3 separate regions of the Gossypium hirsutum genome follow, and regions 2 and 3 are each linked to region 1. Evidence: chromatin contacts called from public Hi-C data. All regions are on one chromosome and are shown on one strand. The core of a region is the stretch at or near the end of the contact, and the rest is flanking DNA. Distances in the headings are between cores, read along the strand shown. Region 1 holds the start of LOC107892532. Region 2 holds the start of LOC107939995 (probable protein phosphatase 2C 27). Region 3 holds the start of LOC107939996 (high mobility group B protein 3).

Evidence for each region. A called contact is a pair of places that touch in the nucleus more often than the background predicts.
Region 2: a contact with region 1 is called in a Hi-C map of leaf, with 3 times the contacts expected there. The contact joins the promoter of LOC107939995 here to the promoter of LOC107892532 in region 1. A contact is called at or near these places in 15 of 34 Hi-C or Micro-C datasets (callus, hypocotyl, leaf and 1 more).
Region 3: a Hi-C map of leaf shows a contact between it and region 1, with 3 times the contacts expected there. The contact joins the promoter of LOC107939996 here to the promoter of LOC107892532 in region 1. A contact is called at or near these places in 7 of 34 Hi-C or Micro-C datasets (callus, hypocotyl, leaf and 1 more).

What each region holds. Positions count from the first base shown.
Region 1 is chrA02:33,867,472-33,870,905 of Gossypium_hirsutum_v2.1, forward strand. It overlaps LOC107892532, which reads right to left and starts at 1,883. Exons shown (of 5, transcript XM_016817605.2): 1 at 1,619-1,883; 2 at 634-757; 3 at 165-261. The coding sequence starts at 1,682.
Region 2 is chrA02:33,694,615-33,698,005 of Gossypium_hirsutum_v2.1, forward strand. It overlaps LOC107939995 (probable protein phosphatase 2C 27), which reads right to left and starts at 1,841. Exons shown (of 4, transcript XM_016873405.2): 1 at 709-1,841; 2 at 326-520. The coding sequence starts at 900.
Region 3 is chrA02:33,677,057-33,680,203 of Gossypium_hirsutum_v2.1, forward strand. LOC107939996 (high mobility group B protein 3) reads right to left here and starts at 1,389. Exons shown (of 8, transcript XM_016873406.2): 1 at 1,086-1,389; 2 at 950-999; 3 at 722-829; 4 at 434-491; 5 at 290-334; 6 at 120-200; 7 at 1-42. The coding sequence starts at 990.

The DNA.
Region 1 (3,434 bases), core at 633-3,132:
GTCTGAATCATCTAAATAGAAAAATCAGAAACTATAAAACCAGAACGAATTGATGAATCAATGGAGGTGTTTTATTTCACTCGAACAGATAACAAATATACATAATGGAGAAACAAGGAGATATTTTAGTGCAATTTTGCATCCATTTGCAATGCTAATATCACCTGGGGAGCAAATACACATCCAAGTGCACCAACCACAAGTCCTCCCAAAATAAAACCTCCAACAAAGATGCTTGCACTGCTTGGTCTTTCACCATCACTAAGGACACAAGAAGAGAGACTCCCACTGAGTATTTCTATAATATTAATGTCCACAACAGAACATCCAAAAACAACATAACAAACTTAAGGTATGTTACTCAAGACTTAGATATGAACGTCTGTTACATGTATGTCTTTGACATGGGTATATTCAAAATTTTCTAAGTATTTGGATGGTCTTTGGAGTGTCATCTCTCCATATCCAATCCAAATGTGTCTGAAACATACACTTGAAGAAAAATAAAAAGTTAGACCAACATAGAACTTAAGTATTTAGTTGATAATGCTTTCATTAGTAGGTGCCAGTTACAGGACTACTTGTACGTACTATTATGCATTCTTGTGCTCCGAACGTGATCAGTGATGATACCTGTAGGAAGCTTGAACTGTTACTACTGGCCTTCTAGAGGAAGAAAGATGCAGTTTTCCTAAGCCATTAGAATTGAATGACGAGTTTGTGGGACTAGCACCCCCTGCTGTCTTTAAATGTGAGCCTAAACACACACACAAAAAAAAGTAAGGAACAAAACAATGATACAGCTTTGGTGTAGACATATAATAGAAAATAGAATTAATATTAGTTTAGTTTTGCGTTTGTATAAAGAGCAAAGACAACCAATTTTCTGATTTCAAAGAATGGACATGAACATGATGACGATAATGATGATATAATCTAAAAATCTGAATCAACACTAAAACCCAGATTCTTGTTGTAAAAGATCTGAACGGCTGAACTAAAATAAACAAACAATCATGAGCGTCATGTCAAACAATCAATTCCAACCAAGCTATTACCTTTAGCGAATCCAATCGTTATCTTTCATCTTTAGCTTATAGCATTTGCAGTCGGTTATTGCCCCAGGGTTTAAGGGTACACCAAGTCAAATATTTTACAAGTATGCTAACATATTTAAAGAATGAATAAGGCCTATTGTAATTATTCTACTACCCTCCCACAGCTTCAATATTGAAAATTTAATCAAAGTCCACAAATACAGCGATGATGGATCATATTCCTTCAAAATTTTTTTCTGCATTACTATCTTATTTCACTGAATAAAAAATAAAAAATAACAAGTACAGTTTAGGGAAATCAAAATTAAGCAGGGTCTTGAACCCAAAAAAAATCATGGAAATGACTAGTGTAGAACTAAATGCAGCTAAAAGTTTTCAGCTAGTGCAATAAATCCGACGGCCTAAGCAAGAAAGAAGAGGAGAGTATTAATTTATTATGCATTAGAACTTAGAAGTTGAATTATATTCCATTTAAAATAAAGTTGATTAGAACGAATGAACAGAAAAAAAGAAGATCAGAAGGAAAAAAGAAGAGAGATGAAGTAAAGGAATTATATTACCAGAAGAAGATAATTGGAATGGAAGACTTGTGGGTAAAACCAAAGAATTAGAGAGGATAGTCATAATTTAAGAGAGAGAGAGAGAGAGAGAGAGAGAGAGAGAGAAATACAAAGGAAAGGAAGCTGGTGAGAATTGAAAGCAGGGAAGTTGATTTTGACTTTGATAAGCCCTGCGGTGGAAGTTGTTGGGCCAGGCCTAACTTCTTCAATGGCGCCCGTTGTTTACTTATATTTCTGAAATATAGATATTTATCAGTTCTGGGACATCATGAGGGTTTGTGTGCTGGTTCAGAATTTGTAGTCCAATACTCCAATTCTGTCATGCAGTGTTACAAGTTATTTTAATATTAATTTAATAAATATATATATTTAATCGAAAAAATTATAAATTTAATTTAAAATATTTTTAAAAAATTATAAATATTATTATAATATTTTATTTTTTATTTTTATATAAATTAAAAAAATTTAAAACACTAAAAAATAATAGAGGTCAAAGAATCAAACTGGAATTGACGAAAATTTGTATATAAAATCTTTACCCCTCTACCTATAGCTCATTTATTATTAACATTTTTATAAACATATTTTTACATAAAGATTTTACTTTTACACACGTGAGTGTGATATAATCCAACGTTCTAAAATCAAATTAATTCAACTAAAACATGATACAACTCCCATTGTATGCTTGCAAATTGATTTTAACCGAGCAAAGTGAATGGCTTTTGGCAGAGAATCCACTTAAAATTGTTAAATCAACCTAGACAATCGATAGTGTACCAACTTGACATATTTATGTGCTTTATTCAATTTGGCGTTGTGCCTTTCTACTGTTTTTCTTTTCTTTTCTTTTTCTATTTTATTTTTTTTCGCTTTATTCAATTATATTTCCTTTGTTATTTTTTTTATTATGAGCAACTAAATCAATTTCTAACCAAAGGTAAACCAAAATTTGGTATTTGAGTTGTGAGATCCGAAATCGTGTTTAACCCTTCTCGTTAAGGTATTTGTTTTTTCTCCAAGTCAAGAGATAGAAAGGATCGTCTCATAGTATTGTTTTTAGCTCTGTGTCAAGAAGGATCCTTTATACAGTGTTGGGAACAATACACAGTTGGTACAATTAATTTGGTGCCGAATTACTTTACCGAAGAACAAGTTGGTGAGGTTCGATTGGTAGTGCAGTTGGGTGACGTCGTGGGATTAAGTGATCTAATTTAAATGATTCACGCGGTTGAGATCGTTAACTAGAGTATGATTCTTCTAGCTTGTAAGGCCGCTGATGGATTAAGTCGTGAAAGCATCTTTTGGGGTTATTCATTCGATAAGGGTTAATCATTGGGTGGTTCCCACGATTATTTACGATTAAGGAAGAATTGGTTGTTGAGGTGTCCTTAATCACTATATATGTAACTGCCCACCCAACGAAGTTCTAGTATTCTGTTACTATTTATAGAGATATGGTATTTGAAGTAAAATTTGAATGAGTAAGGTATTAGTTTTAACTAAGTATAAGACTCTGTGAATGCATCAACTGGCGAATCTTGTGTTTGGCGAGCTCAGTAGTTTGGTAAACTCTCCTGTGGAGTATACGCCACCCCAGTTGTTTAGGCGTTTAAGTTAAGTTCGTAATTTGATAAAATTAGTTATTATTTTTGGGTGTGACGATTTAGTTAGTCTAATGAGAACTAGTTAGAATGGAACTAAGTTACTATAGTTGATAAGACTAAAATTATGGTGGAGTACTTAGTCACGATTATCGAGGGAGGGTTAGTGGGATAATTTGACTTTTCCACTAAACCTTACTTTATAAAGT
Region 2 (3,391 bases), core at 591-3,090, 170 kb before region 1:
GACCAGTTTACTATTTGATCTAACGTACGTAGACTAATTTTCCCTTTTTTGAGTAGAGGACGCAAAATGCAATCTGACTCCTACTACAGGGGCCTCCATGGTACTTTTACCTACTAACCACACAAAGGTAAAATAAGCATAAGCTACATCACTGAGGAAACAAGGTTTTCACTGACTAGCAAGCATACGAGATGGACAAGCGGAAGGAAGTGCATAAATCAGATACTATATAAATTAAACAAAGTTATCTATTTGATACAATAACTAAGATGGTTCACTAAAAGATTAGTCAGGTCATAGATGGTAGATTGTAACATGATCATACCCCATAGAAAGCTCCAGGAGAAGGAAACTCGGCAGTTGTCCCCAAATGTCCGATAAGATCATCTATGCAGATGTGCTCATCCTCCATATACTGTTTGGGTCCTATTTCAGCACAACTTCCTGATCGCAATACCGGCAAAAACTCGTTCTTTTCATCAGAAGATGATTTGTGGACTATAATACCAATATCCAATTCCTGAAGAAAAAATTAAGTGTGTGAAAAATGGGAAAGGAAAGATCATCGAATCTAGCGGCTACATATTAAACTATTGGAGTGAAATTGCTAATATGATGTTATCTTCAGCTACTTCTGAATTAATGATCCAACAGCACATCAAATGAAATCAATTAAAAATCTTGCTCAAGATTAGAGATGAAACATACCAGATTAGCCTCGGCAATCAACTTGGCTGAGCCCATGGAATGGCGCATAACTGAGAGGTGGCGGGGAGGTTTACCAAGGGGGACTCGTTTTACATTATCCAAATTTTCATTGTCCATGTCTGATAAATTATCCTTACTATAACTATCTTCTACGATTTGACATGGAGCTGAAATATCCATATCTGCTGCCATATTCCTTACTCAACCATGGATTAAAGATCTCAACAACCCTCTCTAAAATTCTTGGAGAAATGTCTCAAAACACAACCAAATCCTGAAGCAACTTGTCAGAAATCTTCCAAACAAAGCTTGGAGCCAATCTTAAGTTTATTACCAGACAGATAAAATTACTCAAAGCAATCAAATGCCTCGATGAAATTCCAACCTAAAGGAATCTTATATTTTGTGCATTAGGGTTCCTTGGCAACAATTCAAAAATCTGAGGAAACCAATTCGTTGGGTAAAGATGTAAAAATTCTAAAATATGTAGAACCGGGGTCAACTTCCAGATCAAACTAAACTAACCCAGACGGTATCAGAAAAAGAAAAACTCAAAACTTTATACGATGACTAAGTCTTCAATTACCTCCGAATCAAGCTATCCAACAGCCCATCTAAATTATGGGTTTTTTATAATCACTTGAAGCAATTGACGGAATCTCTCCAAAAAGAACCCCAGATCAGAACTTGATTAATTTACCAATAAATAGATGAAACCAACAACAGTATCACGATATTCATTGAAGGAGAAGAAGAAATGAAGAAGAATTGCACCAATAAAAGAAAGAAACAATAAAGGTCCAACCAAGGATAGGGGAAAACTGTAAAGAAAATAAGAGAAATTCTCACAAATGGTAAATATGACGGTTCTTTGTGTTTTGCCTTTGCGTTTGCCCTTTTTTTTAGTAATTTTTTCTGGGTGGGTTGATCCAAGAGAGAGAGAAAGAGAGAGAGAAGGCAATGGGCGTTGAAAAGAGAGAAACGGGGGAATGGAAAACAAAGGTAAAAACTTGGTGTAGCTGTTGGTTCTTTGTTGCTAATGCTATGTGGTTGGTCACCGGCGATTCCAGGTAATCCGGTGGATCTTCTAAGCTGTCGCGGGCCGAAGATGGCGTTTGCATTGTGGCTTTTAATAATTGGTGGTAACACTTGGTTGACCGGATGGTATTTTTATTTTCGTTAGTTGCGGCCCTAACTTCCTAGCCGTTGGATCTCTCTGTCTTGCTTTCTTATTTCATTTTTTAACGGTTTGAGAGATGGGATGAGAGGTTAGGCTCGTTAACGTCCGTTTAGACAACGTGGCAGATTGTGATTGGAAGGAAGTTTAGAAGCAGTAGAAGTAATACAACTACAACACTTCACTGCATCCATCTCTCTTTCAGTCTAAAATTAAACACTGTTCACTTCTGTCTAAAATAATAACACAAGATACGTGTCTAGCATCATCTCTTATCACCCCTTCATTTAAATCATCAAATTAAATTAATTAAACATTTTTTCATAAAATATTAATATTTTATTAAATTAAGCATTAATGATTATTTCAAGTACAAATTATTTTAAGTTATGATCCTCTACTTTCTTTAAATTTAAAATTAATATTTACATATTTTTAGTATAATCAAAATATCTTTTAGATTTATTTTAAATTGATTCATATTATTCTACTAATAATTGATACCTTTAATTATTTTAATTAAAAATTAATATTAAACTTTTTTCTTTAAAAAATACACATTTCAAATTTGCAAAAAAATAAAAATAAAAAATGATTTCATCATACTTAAAATATTTTTAAGTTTTATAAAACTAAAAAATAAGTCTCCAAAATGCCTTAGACAAATGTTTTTAAGGACCCAAGACCTTTCAAAAATGTTTCTAAGTCTTTCTCATGCACATTTTAGGTTATGTATTAATACTTGTCGGGTAAGTATTGATACCCCCTTATCGAGTATCTAATAACACTATGAATTTCGGAACTGAATCGAATCATCCGGTTGGTTTGAGAATCAGTTGGGATACCAATTTGGAACAAAAGATTAGGTCGATTTATCATTGACTTGATGGTCGAATCAATTTTTTAATATTTTTATAAATTTTTAATGAATTTTAATCGATTCGGTTGGATTAATAGAACTCATGGTTGGTTCGATTTGACCATCGTTGTAACACCTCGAAAATTTTGATATGACATGTGGCATAATTTCAAGTTCAAATAACGAAAAAAATATGAGAAAAATTTATGGAATGACTCAGATAAGAAATTTTATAAAACGCATTGGATATTGGTGATGGAAATATGTGAAAAGAGTTGTAAAAGTGAAAATATGACAAAAAGGACCAAATTGTAAATTTTGACAAGTATGAGGACTTATGTGCAAAATTACCCAAAATGGAAAATATCAATTATTATGGATTATTTTACATGAAATTGATTGGAATGTGGTTTGGTGCAATGAAAATCACTTTTGGGGACTAAAATTGGAAAATTTGAATAATATAGAGATTGAATTGCAATTTTCTCATTTTTATTGGGAAAAGGGCCAAAGTGTAATTTTTACCACTCATAAAGTTATATTAAATATTTATGATGAATTATGAGCTTGAGTTTGGTCTAAGTATCAATTCTGAGAAGAAAATTGTAAAAAAAGGACAAAAAGGAAATTTTGTCACAAAAAGGTAA
Region 3 (3,147 bases), core at 139-2,638, 190 kb before region 1:
AGACTTCTCAGATTCCTCCTCATCTTCTTGGGGACCCTCAGCCTGGAATTAATCCAAAAAGTTTATTAACTTTTAAATCGTCAAATAATATGTATAAACAAAAGATAACAGCAAATCACCTGTCTCTTATTGTAGGCTTTCATGTTCTTTTCATACTCGACCTTTCGTTTCTCTGCCTTATCAACATAAGGTCGCTTTTCCTAAAATCATTTATTTTACATTAATCATGATGCACATTTGCATGTATGTTGAAGATTATTTTCAGTACTGAACATAGAAAAATACTTACAGCTTCAGAAAGGCTCTTCCATTTATCTCCACCAGCTTTGCCAACCTGAATTTGAATCCAAAAGAGAAATTAAGAAAATAAATAAATAAATAAAAAGGAAAGAAACCTGTAAGAAAATCCAAAAAAGAAAATGGTCATACTTACAGCAGCAACGGACTTGTTTTTAGGGTGCTCCTTCTTGTATTGCTCGCGGAACTCCTCCCTTTTATCACGAAATCAACATTAACAAATTAGATGAAATATGAATGTAAATAGTAATCTCATCCTCGAAGATCAACTTTGCTTTGACAATAAGAAGAATCGTTCAATTCACCTCTTCGATTGTGGTTTTTACGAAGAATATAAACGCCAGAGTTTTCCACGAAGCAAACGGAACAAACCAAAAAATTTAAAGAAAACCGACAAATACAGGAGAGATTCATGAATGATTACATGAAAACGAAGAAGGCGCTAGCAGGCCTCTTTGGCTTGTTTGGATCCTTAGCTGCCTTCCCCGATTTCTTTCCAGCTTTCGTGATTGATTTCTTATTCACGGAGAGCCTACAAACGAACCAAAAAATTTAAAAAAAATATAAGTCAAATAATAGGAAACGTTAATACACATCACGATCTGAGGTCCTAGAACACGCGATCTGAAGAGCCGAAAGGAGAAAAGCTTACTTGGCGCTCTTGGCATCCGACTTGGATTTACCTCCTTTCATGTTTGAATCCTGCAAATGAAATCGCAGATGAGTGAAAAAGCAGATGAAATCGATAGAAAGAAGTGGAAATTCGATAAAAATCGATGGGGAAATACCTGATAGAGGGCTAGGGTTAGAGTTACGGATGAGAGAGGGAGAGAGGAATTGGGGAATAAAAGTGCGATAGAAATAGAGATGTATTGAGAATAGAGGAGGGTTGAGTTGAGAGGCCGAATCTCGAAAGCGGAGATATTAAGTTTTGGGCAAATTGAAATTCAATTGCACGCGAAATGAGAATTGAGGGGGTTTAGGCGGGATTGGGAATTTTCATGCCACGTCATCGATCTGTGTGCTTTTATGTTATTGGCTGTGTCACTCCTAATCTTTTTGGCTTTCCAGATTCTCACCTCTTTCTTTTGTTGTGCTTCCTCTGTGCTTCTTCTCTCTCTCACCTGATTCGTGATTTAATGGGCCCTTCCCCTGATTCTAGCCCAATCCATTTATTTCAGGGCCTCATACATGGACCTTAAAATGGCTCCCCAAGTCCATTTTCAGCTCAACTTTACGCCACACCGCCACTCAAATTACTCTATTCATCCAAGATTAAAAACAAAACTTATACTCATCTACATAATCTTTTAATAGAATCGTAAGGCTACGTTTACTGTTACTAGGGTTGTAAGCTAGGAATCTTTGAATTCCTTCTTCTTTCAATGCTTGTGATTGACTTGTTGGGCAGTGCAAAGAATGGTTTCGAAAAGCAGCACTATAGTGGTATACCTGTCGCTATTTCATGGTAGTCGCATTGTCATAGCGATGTGAAAATATTTCACACTAATATTAGTTAAATTGTTTCTCTTTTCTTCAAAGTCAAAGGCAGCCTAATCAAAAAAATCATCGTATTTGGTATTGCAGTCAACTAAAGTAAACTCAATAGAAACTAATGCTCAATTGTGACTTGTTGACAAGTCAAATATTTTGCAACATACTCAATAACCTTCCTTTTCATATCGAACCACCAATACAAACCTTTCAAATTATGGCACATCTTGTTATCTCCAGGATGTATGGCATAGAAACTACTGGGAGCCTCTTGAAGTATCTCATGCTTCAACTCCTCATCACTAGTCACATAAATCCTCTTTTAGAACATCAAACGACCATCATTATATCGATATCACAGTCATTAGCTCTATTTTCCTCAAATTACCTTCTCATTGCTAACAACTTCACATCAACCAATTGTTTATCTCTAATTTGCTAACAACTTCTAATTTGCTTAACTTGCAATTCAGCCAAAAGACCACCATCATCCACCAACTATAACCGAGCAAACACAGCTCTCAAGTCTACCAATAACTTCTTACTCAAAGCATCAACACCACCATTTGTCTTGCCCAGATAATAATCAATAATATAATCATAATCCTTTAATAGTTCAATCCATCTTCACTATCTCAAGTTCAACTTATTCTGAGTTAAGAGATATTTAGGACTCTTGTAATTAATGTATATATAAAACTTCTTACAATACAGATGGTGTCGTCATATCATTAATGCAAATACTACCATCACCAACTCTAAATCATGAGTTAGATAGTTTCGCTCATGATTTTTCAATTGCCTTGTAGCATATGTCACTACCTTCCCCTCTTGCATCATTATACATCCTAAACCAGTATATGAAGCATCATCGTAAATAATAGTCTTTCCCTTAATTCTGGTTGATTCAAAACAAGAGCCTTTGTTAAAATAACCTTTAATTACTCGAAACTCTCCTGATGCTTCTCATTCCACTCAAATGGTTACCTCTTTACAACAATTTCTTCAACGGAATGGAAATCATGGAAAAACCCTTAACAAAGTGACAATAAAATCCAGCTAAAACCCAAGAAACTATTAACCTCGATAACATTCTTAGGTTCTTTCCACTCCAGGATAGCTTCTATCTTCTTAAGGTTAACTTTAACACCAACCTCAAAATAAGATGACCAAGAAAAATCACTTTTGACAACTAGAAATCACGTTTACTCAACTTTACAGATAACTTCTTTTCTCAGAGAATCTATAGAACAACTCGAAGATGTCTATCATTATCATCCTTAGACCTCGAATACACTAAAATATTATCAATGAACACCACCAAAAATTGATCAACATATTGTTGGAAGATACGAT